2 separate regions of the Mus musculus genome follow, and region 2 is linked to region 1. The links are chromatin contacts, called in public promoter capture Hi-C maps. All regions are on one chromosome and are shown on one strand. Each heading gives the region's core, a stretch centred on a gene start, on an enhancer-like site or on the middle of the called end of the contact. The rest is flanking DNA. Distances are from core to core; before and after follow the strand shown.

Region 1 (2,972 bases), core at 278-2,777:
CCAGGGAAAGTAGGAGCAGGGTGGTGTTTAGACTGTCTATGGACATGCCAGGTTTCTCACCAATAATGAGAGAGGTGTACTGTGCCTGTCAGACACGCTGCCAGGAGGGACGGAAAGCAGTGTTTTGTCCACACCCTTCCGCATAGAACTGTGGAGCACCTGATCCTACAGCAGGACTGTTCCAGAGTTTTATATTTATTTGCTTGATCTGGATGTTTGCATTGTGATGTTAGATTTTTCAAAACCTTACACCGTGGGCCAACAAGACGGCTCATCTGCCCTAAAGATGCTTGCTCCCGGTTGCTGCGAGCTGAGTTTGGTTCCCGGGGCCCATGTGGTGGAAGAAGAGAAACAACCGACGTGTGCACGCTGTCCTCTCACCTCCACCGTGTCCTCATCCACAGCCACACGCAGACGCCTGAATTGATAAATGTCATGAGACAAAACCACTTATCTATGAGAATGCAAAATGTTAAAGCAACAGAAATCATAGTTTAGTGCACACGTGGGGACAAAGCTTCTGGCCAGTTTCAGTACGAATTTATAAGTGTTCCGCAAGCTGAGCAGGTCGGTGCACGCATTCAGTCCCAATGCTGGAGAAGCAGAGGCAGCTGGAGCTCTGTGAGTTTCAAGGCCAGCCTGGTCTACGTAGTGAGACATAGTGATATCCCACCTCAAAAAAACCTAAACTAAAGTAAAACAACAACAACAACAAAACTTTTCCAAGAAGTAAAATTGACCAAAAACAAAAGAAGAGAAATCCAAAAGCAACTTCCAGGACTCTGGTGGAGAGGCCTTTAAGTTTGTTTGATCTGGAGATGTGAATGTGACTGAAAGCCTGAGGGACACAGGAAAGCCCCCAGAGGGCTGTGGGTAGGACGCAGTGACCTTTGCTATCAATATTGCAGGACTCCCCCATTCTACATTTTTTTTTTAAATGTATTTTTTCTACACTAAAAAAATATGTTTTGTGTCTTAGGCAACAGAAGCGGTGGACAAAGCTTTCATTTAGATCATGCAAGAAACTGAAAATGTGGAAGATTTTCCTTAGAAGAGGGGGTATGGGGGGGGGCAGAGTAAAGTGGAGTCTCCCGACTGCTGCTTCATCCCAGCCATCCCTGCAGTGAGCCCCAGCATCCCTGCAGCGAGCCAGCACTCTGCAGTGTCTAACTTTCCACTTTCACTTTTGATTAGTTAGGGCCCCCATCTGCTGTTATTTGGATATGAGTCTTTTCTGTGACTTATTTTCCAAGGATCCGAAGCAGTTTAAAAATACATAATGTTCAGCGATCTAACCATGTTGTAATGTTAAGTACTTGTTTGGGGACTTAAAACTAAATCCGTCAAACAGATTTGAAACCTTTACAGTGTCTTAAAAAATGATAGCCGGTGAGCAAAAAAGAAAGAGGGGACCACGTAAGCTGTGATCGCCACGCTTTTAGCAGCCACACTAGCAGCAAGCAGTTCGGTTTGCAAAAACAGAAGAGTGACAATTCTTTATTTAATGTTAAACAGGAAACTGAAAGCAATCTGCAGCACCAGGGTGCGTTTTCAAGGAACCTGCTATTTATCAGTGCTGGAAAAAGCCGGCAGACATTTCTTCTATTTGCTTAAGATGATAATGTCTTCGTGAAAATCTTAACCCAAACGTGACCGCCAGAAACAGGGTCTGTTGTATCCGCTGGTTTTGAGGCAACCGGTTCCCCCCAGAACCAAAGGAAATGTAGAAGCAAATTGCAGAGCTCTCAGAGAGTTGGAGAGTTGGGCAGGCACTCATGTTTTGCCCGTGTGTGGGGCTGTCACTTAGCCAGCATGTGTGGGTATGAATATTCTTTCTGAAGACCTGGGCTTCATTTTTAAGGTCAGCCTTCAATTTCGAGAGAATATAATTTGCTGTTATTTTTAGGGCTTTCATGATTGCTCGTAATAACTAATGAAAAAAAAAACAGCAGAGAAATAAATGTGTAACAGCTGTGTCTGCTTAACTTGATTAAAGGCAGTTAAAAAAAAAAGTAAACAGAAGACTAATGTGACAATAGGCAACGGGGACAAGTATCTCTGTCATTGTGAGAAGTCTTACAGACATAACTTGCCTCGAGTCGGAAGGCCGGCCGGGTCTGTGTTTAAAGTTTACTTTACTGTTTGTCTAGTGTGGGATCAGTGTTGGAGTGAATAATTTATAGCCAGCATGAATGAGCTCATTAGTCACCTTTTCAGACTTTAAATGAGTTTTGTGGTTGTCATTACTCGGGCCTTCTGTTCAGCCGCCGAGCAAAATGACAGCTTGGCAGTTGGCTGCCTTGTTGTGGGGGCCGCCTGTTCCCCTTCAGGTCTGTGCTGGCTTTTGTGTTTCATTGAGACCTTGCTTTTCTTGCCCTGTGGCTGGGCCAGGAACACTCACTTTTCAGTCTTATATACTTGAAGGCTCAAAGAGACATTTTGGAGGAAGTTTAAAACAAAACAAAACAAAACAAACGTTTTGGTGGTATCTGCCAGTGAAATGGATGGGCGCTTGCTCTCCCTCTCCCTCTCCCTCTCCCTCTCCCTCTCCCTCTCCCTCTCCCTCTCCCTCTCCCTCTCCCTCTCCCTCTCCCTCTCCCTCTCCCTCTCCCTCTCCCTCTCCCTCTCCCTCTCCCTCTCCCTCTCCCTCTCCCTCTCCTTCTCTCTCTCTCTCTCTCTCTCTCTCTCTCTCTCTCTCTCTCTGTGTGTGTGTGTGTGTGTAGGCCAGAAGTCAACATCAGGTGATGGCCACTGAAACGCTGTGCTCATCAGAGAGAATAGCAAAGGCGCCCACGAATGCCTGTCTACTCAGGGTTTCTACTGCTGCAGTAAAACATCATGGCCCAAAAACAAGTTGGGAAGGACAGGGTTTATATGGCTTACACTTCCAGTTCACAATCTATCATTGGAAGAAGTCAGGGCAGGAACTCGAGCAGGGCTGGAACCTGGAGGCAGGAGCTGATGCAGAGGCC
Region 2 (2,972 bases), core at 151-2,650, 120 kb after region 1:
ATTATTATTATTATAATCTTAGGTGTATGGTTGTTTTGCCTGCATGTATATCTGTGTACCACATGGGTGCAGAGCCCACAGACGTCAGGAGAGGGTGTGCCCTGGAACTGGAGTTACAAATGGTTGTGAGCAGCCATTTGGGTGCCAGGAACCAAACCCAGGTGACCCGCAAGAGCAATCAGTGCTTAACTGTCACGCCACCACTACCGTCCCTGAGGGGCTCACTGTGTTCATTTTTTGGCAACGCCCTTTCCTGTGAATCTACTCCTCAGGACCAGCATTCACCTGTTCATCTCGTCTATCTCCAAAGGGTTCGCTCTTCCACACACTCATGGAGAAACACCACAAAATCTTCCCAGGAGCATTCTTGTCAGTTTCCACTCTGAACGTCAGCCCAGCCAGCATCTCTTTGCTGATCCTAGCAGGATTCAGGGACCACTCTTTGGCACTGAGTTCTTGACTCCAAGGGCCCGCATCTCTGGTTTTGTTGGGTTTTCTGAGACCCTCCCCCGCCCGCCTGTCCCTTTCACAAGTGGCAGCTCGCCCTGGGCTTTCTGGCATCTTTCATCCCTTCCGCAAGCTGACTCTTTTGTCCACTGTGCAAAGGAGGGCGTTCACCTCTTGCATAAATCTGCTTACTGCCCCCAGGCGTGCCCACTAAAAAACCTTAGCACTTACAGGGAGGGGGCAGCCCCTCTCCACATTTGCCCTCAGATGCCCACTGCCTTCTGTTCTCCTTGGCCCGGGGTAGACTCTGAGTCTTCCTCCGCATTGTTTGTCTTTTTGTCCTGCAGTGAGGAAAGCTTTTTCTGGAGCTTCAGTAATTGTCAGCGTGCCGGTCTGTTTACAGAGGTGAAGTTGGAGGGGTGCTCCTGGGCTCCTCTAATCTTTCTCTGTGTGCTTTGGAACATGCTTTTATGCTCATTAAAAAATAACAAGGAAGTACGACTTTCAAAGAGGCCGCTAGTTCATTTTGATCTTTGCTGGTCCGGTTATTTATTTATTTTGGAATGAAGGGTCTTAGGTATGTAGTATACCTAAGACTTGCAATGTCCATTTACCTTTCAAGTACTGGGATTGCAGGCTTGTGTTAGCATGTTCAGTTGGTATATGATGGAGACTGAAGGCTTTGAGTGTGCCAGGCAAGAGCTGAGCCGCACCCCCCACACCTGTGAGCCCAGCTGTCTAAACTTCCCATGCCAGTAGCCTGCTGTACAGTCGAAGGCCCCTTCAGTTCCATAGTCTGCATTTCCCTGCTTGACCCTAACTTTAGCTAATCTCCAGACCCCTGTCTCTAATAACTGTCTTCATGGAAGTCTCATATTGCCCTCTGAGAAAGCAGCCCTGTGAGCAGACTGCTGAGTAAGACGTTATGGCCAGCAAGGCTGAGGACAGGAAATTGAAAACATTTACCAGAGACTTCCTCAAGAGGCAAGGCATCTGTTTCCCCCACTTCCCCTCTGTGTGTGTATGTCTGTGTGTCTGTCTGTCTTTTGTCTGTGTGTGTCTTTGTGTGTCTATGTGTGTACACACACCGCACATACTTGTAGGTATGCCCGTGCTGTGGTCCAAGTGTTGAGGGCAGAGGACATCCTCCAGTCTTCGTACATGTGTCTGCCTTTTTTGAGACAGGGTCTTTTCACCTAAGTACTTCAGGCTAGCTGACCTGGGAGCTGCCAGGCATCCTCCTGCCTCTGCTTTTCTGCTCCAGTAAGGGGCCTGCACTGAGCTCCTGGGGTTTGAATTCAGGTCCTCACACTTACACAGAGAATTGCTTTACCTATGGAGCCAGTCCCCCAACATACACTTTATGATTGCTAAAGATTGGATGGAGAATAGAAAGTCCTAGAATTAGCCACTGGAAGGTTAGTACAAAGAATAACCCTACTGCTGAGCACTGATCTTACTTGATGTTCATTTTTATGGATGTAACTTTAGACTAAATACATCAATAGGAATGTTTTCTTTTAGATTGCATAGCGTTTAGGAATGTTTCTGAAATCTATTAAATTATACCCGTAACAAGACTATGAAGTGTAGAGATGAAACAGCTTTGGATCCTGTTGCCATAAGTAACATGTGTCTTATCAAAGAGCCCTGGCTTTAAGTACAATTGGAAAGGAAAAGCCATTCCCCTTGAAGCTCTGTGGAACTGCTGGGGTGGAGGTCTAGAAATATTTTTGTAAAATTACCAAAAGACTTAAGGATAATGAAGCTTTTAGGATGTGTTCTGAGCAAGCTGTTCAAATGATGGTTTCAGAAGTGGACTTAAAATTACCCCCTCTAAGCTTCCGAAGCCAAGTTTATATCCATTCTTTCTGCTCCCTGTGGGTTTCCTTCCTAAGCCCTTGCCAAGCGGCAGGCCTTAGGGTTTTCATATCTGTGCCATCACGCACACAATGGGATGTGTGCCTACATTTGTGTGCACATGTGTGTAGCCCAGGTTCTTAAGTGGAATGGCCTTAAAGAGATCGTTACTCTCAGTGGTCCTTGCAGCCTGTAGAAGAAAGTTGCAGGCTCTCCAGATGTGGGTAATGGAACCCTGGGATGACATGCCCCTGCCGCCCCAACCATGTGCCCTCAAGCAGCTCATCTGACTGGTGCAGGCCTCTGCTTCCTGCCCAGTCCAAAAAGCAAGAGTCCCAACTTGATGAACTTGGTGAGAATTAAAAGGCACAGCATTCGTTATGTTCACGGTAACATCTGTGCAGACTCCTGCAGCTTCGTATACCTTCACCCTCAAGCAACAACAACAAACATTCTCCCCCAGTTGACTATAGAGATGCCTTTAGGGCATTTAAGGTCACTTTCAATCTCTGGTGTATTGAGGCTGGGAAAGACTCAGGCTCTCCTCCCAAGAGCATCCCATGCAGTTCTTGCCATGCTTGAATGACTGTGGTCCCACAGAAATGGAACAAACACAAAGAAGGTTCCCCTGGGTCTCACTGGAGTTGCCTGTGATCTGTAGGGCT

What was found. Capture Hi-C pulls out chosen DNA fragments and counts their contacts.
Region 2: a promoter capture Hi-C map of adipose tissue shows a contact between it and region 1. The contact joins two enhancer-like sites. A contact is called at or near these places in 6 of 484 Hi-C or Micro-C datasets (cerebellum, embryonic stem cells, ganglionic eminence and 3 more), 12 of 115 datasets of contacts at active chromatin or transcription factors (bone marrow-derived macrophages, embryonic forebrain, embryonic hindbrain and 6 more) and 3 of 9 other capture datasets (adipose tissue, liver and pancreatic islet).

What each region holds. Positions count from the first base shown.
Region 1 is chr12:99,405,711-99,408,682 of GRCm38.p6, reverse strand. All of the region lies in intron 1 of Foxn3 (forkhead box N3), which reads left to right. Among named protein-coding and RNA genes, the nearest start is that of Gm51999, 15 kb to the right of the region's middle. Within about 2 kb of position 1,527, at least 152 of the 459 cell types and tissues checked have an H3K27ac peak or open chromatin away from gene starts, as enhancers often do. A contact at or near this core is called in adipose tissue, bone marrow-derived macrophages, embryonic forebrain and 2 more, where this site is marked.
Region 2 is chr12:99,283,054-99,286,025 of GRCm38.p6, reverse strand. All of the region lies in intron 4 of Foxn3 (forkhead box N3), which reads left to right. Among named protein-coding and RNA genes, the nearest start is that of Gm46371, 46 kb to the left of the region's middle. Within about 2 kb of position 1,400, at least 66 of the 459 cell types and tissues checked have an H3K27ac peak or open chromatin away from gene starts, as enhancers often do. A contact at or near this core is called in adipose tissue, bone marrow-derived macrophages, embryonic forebrain and 2 more, where this site is marked.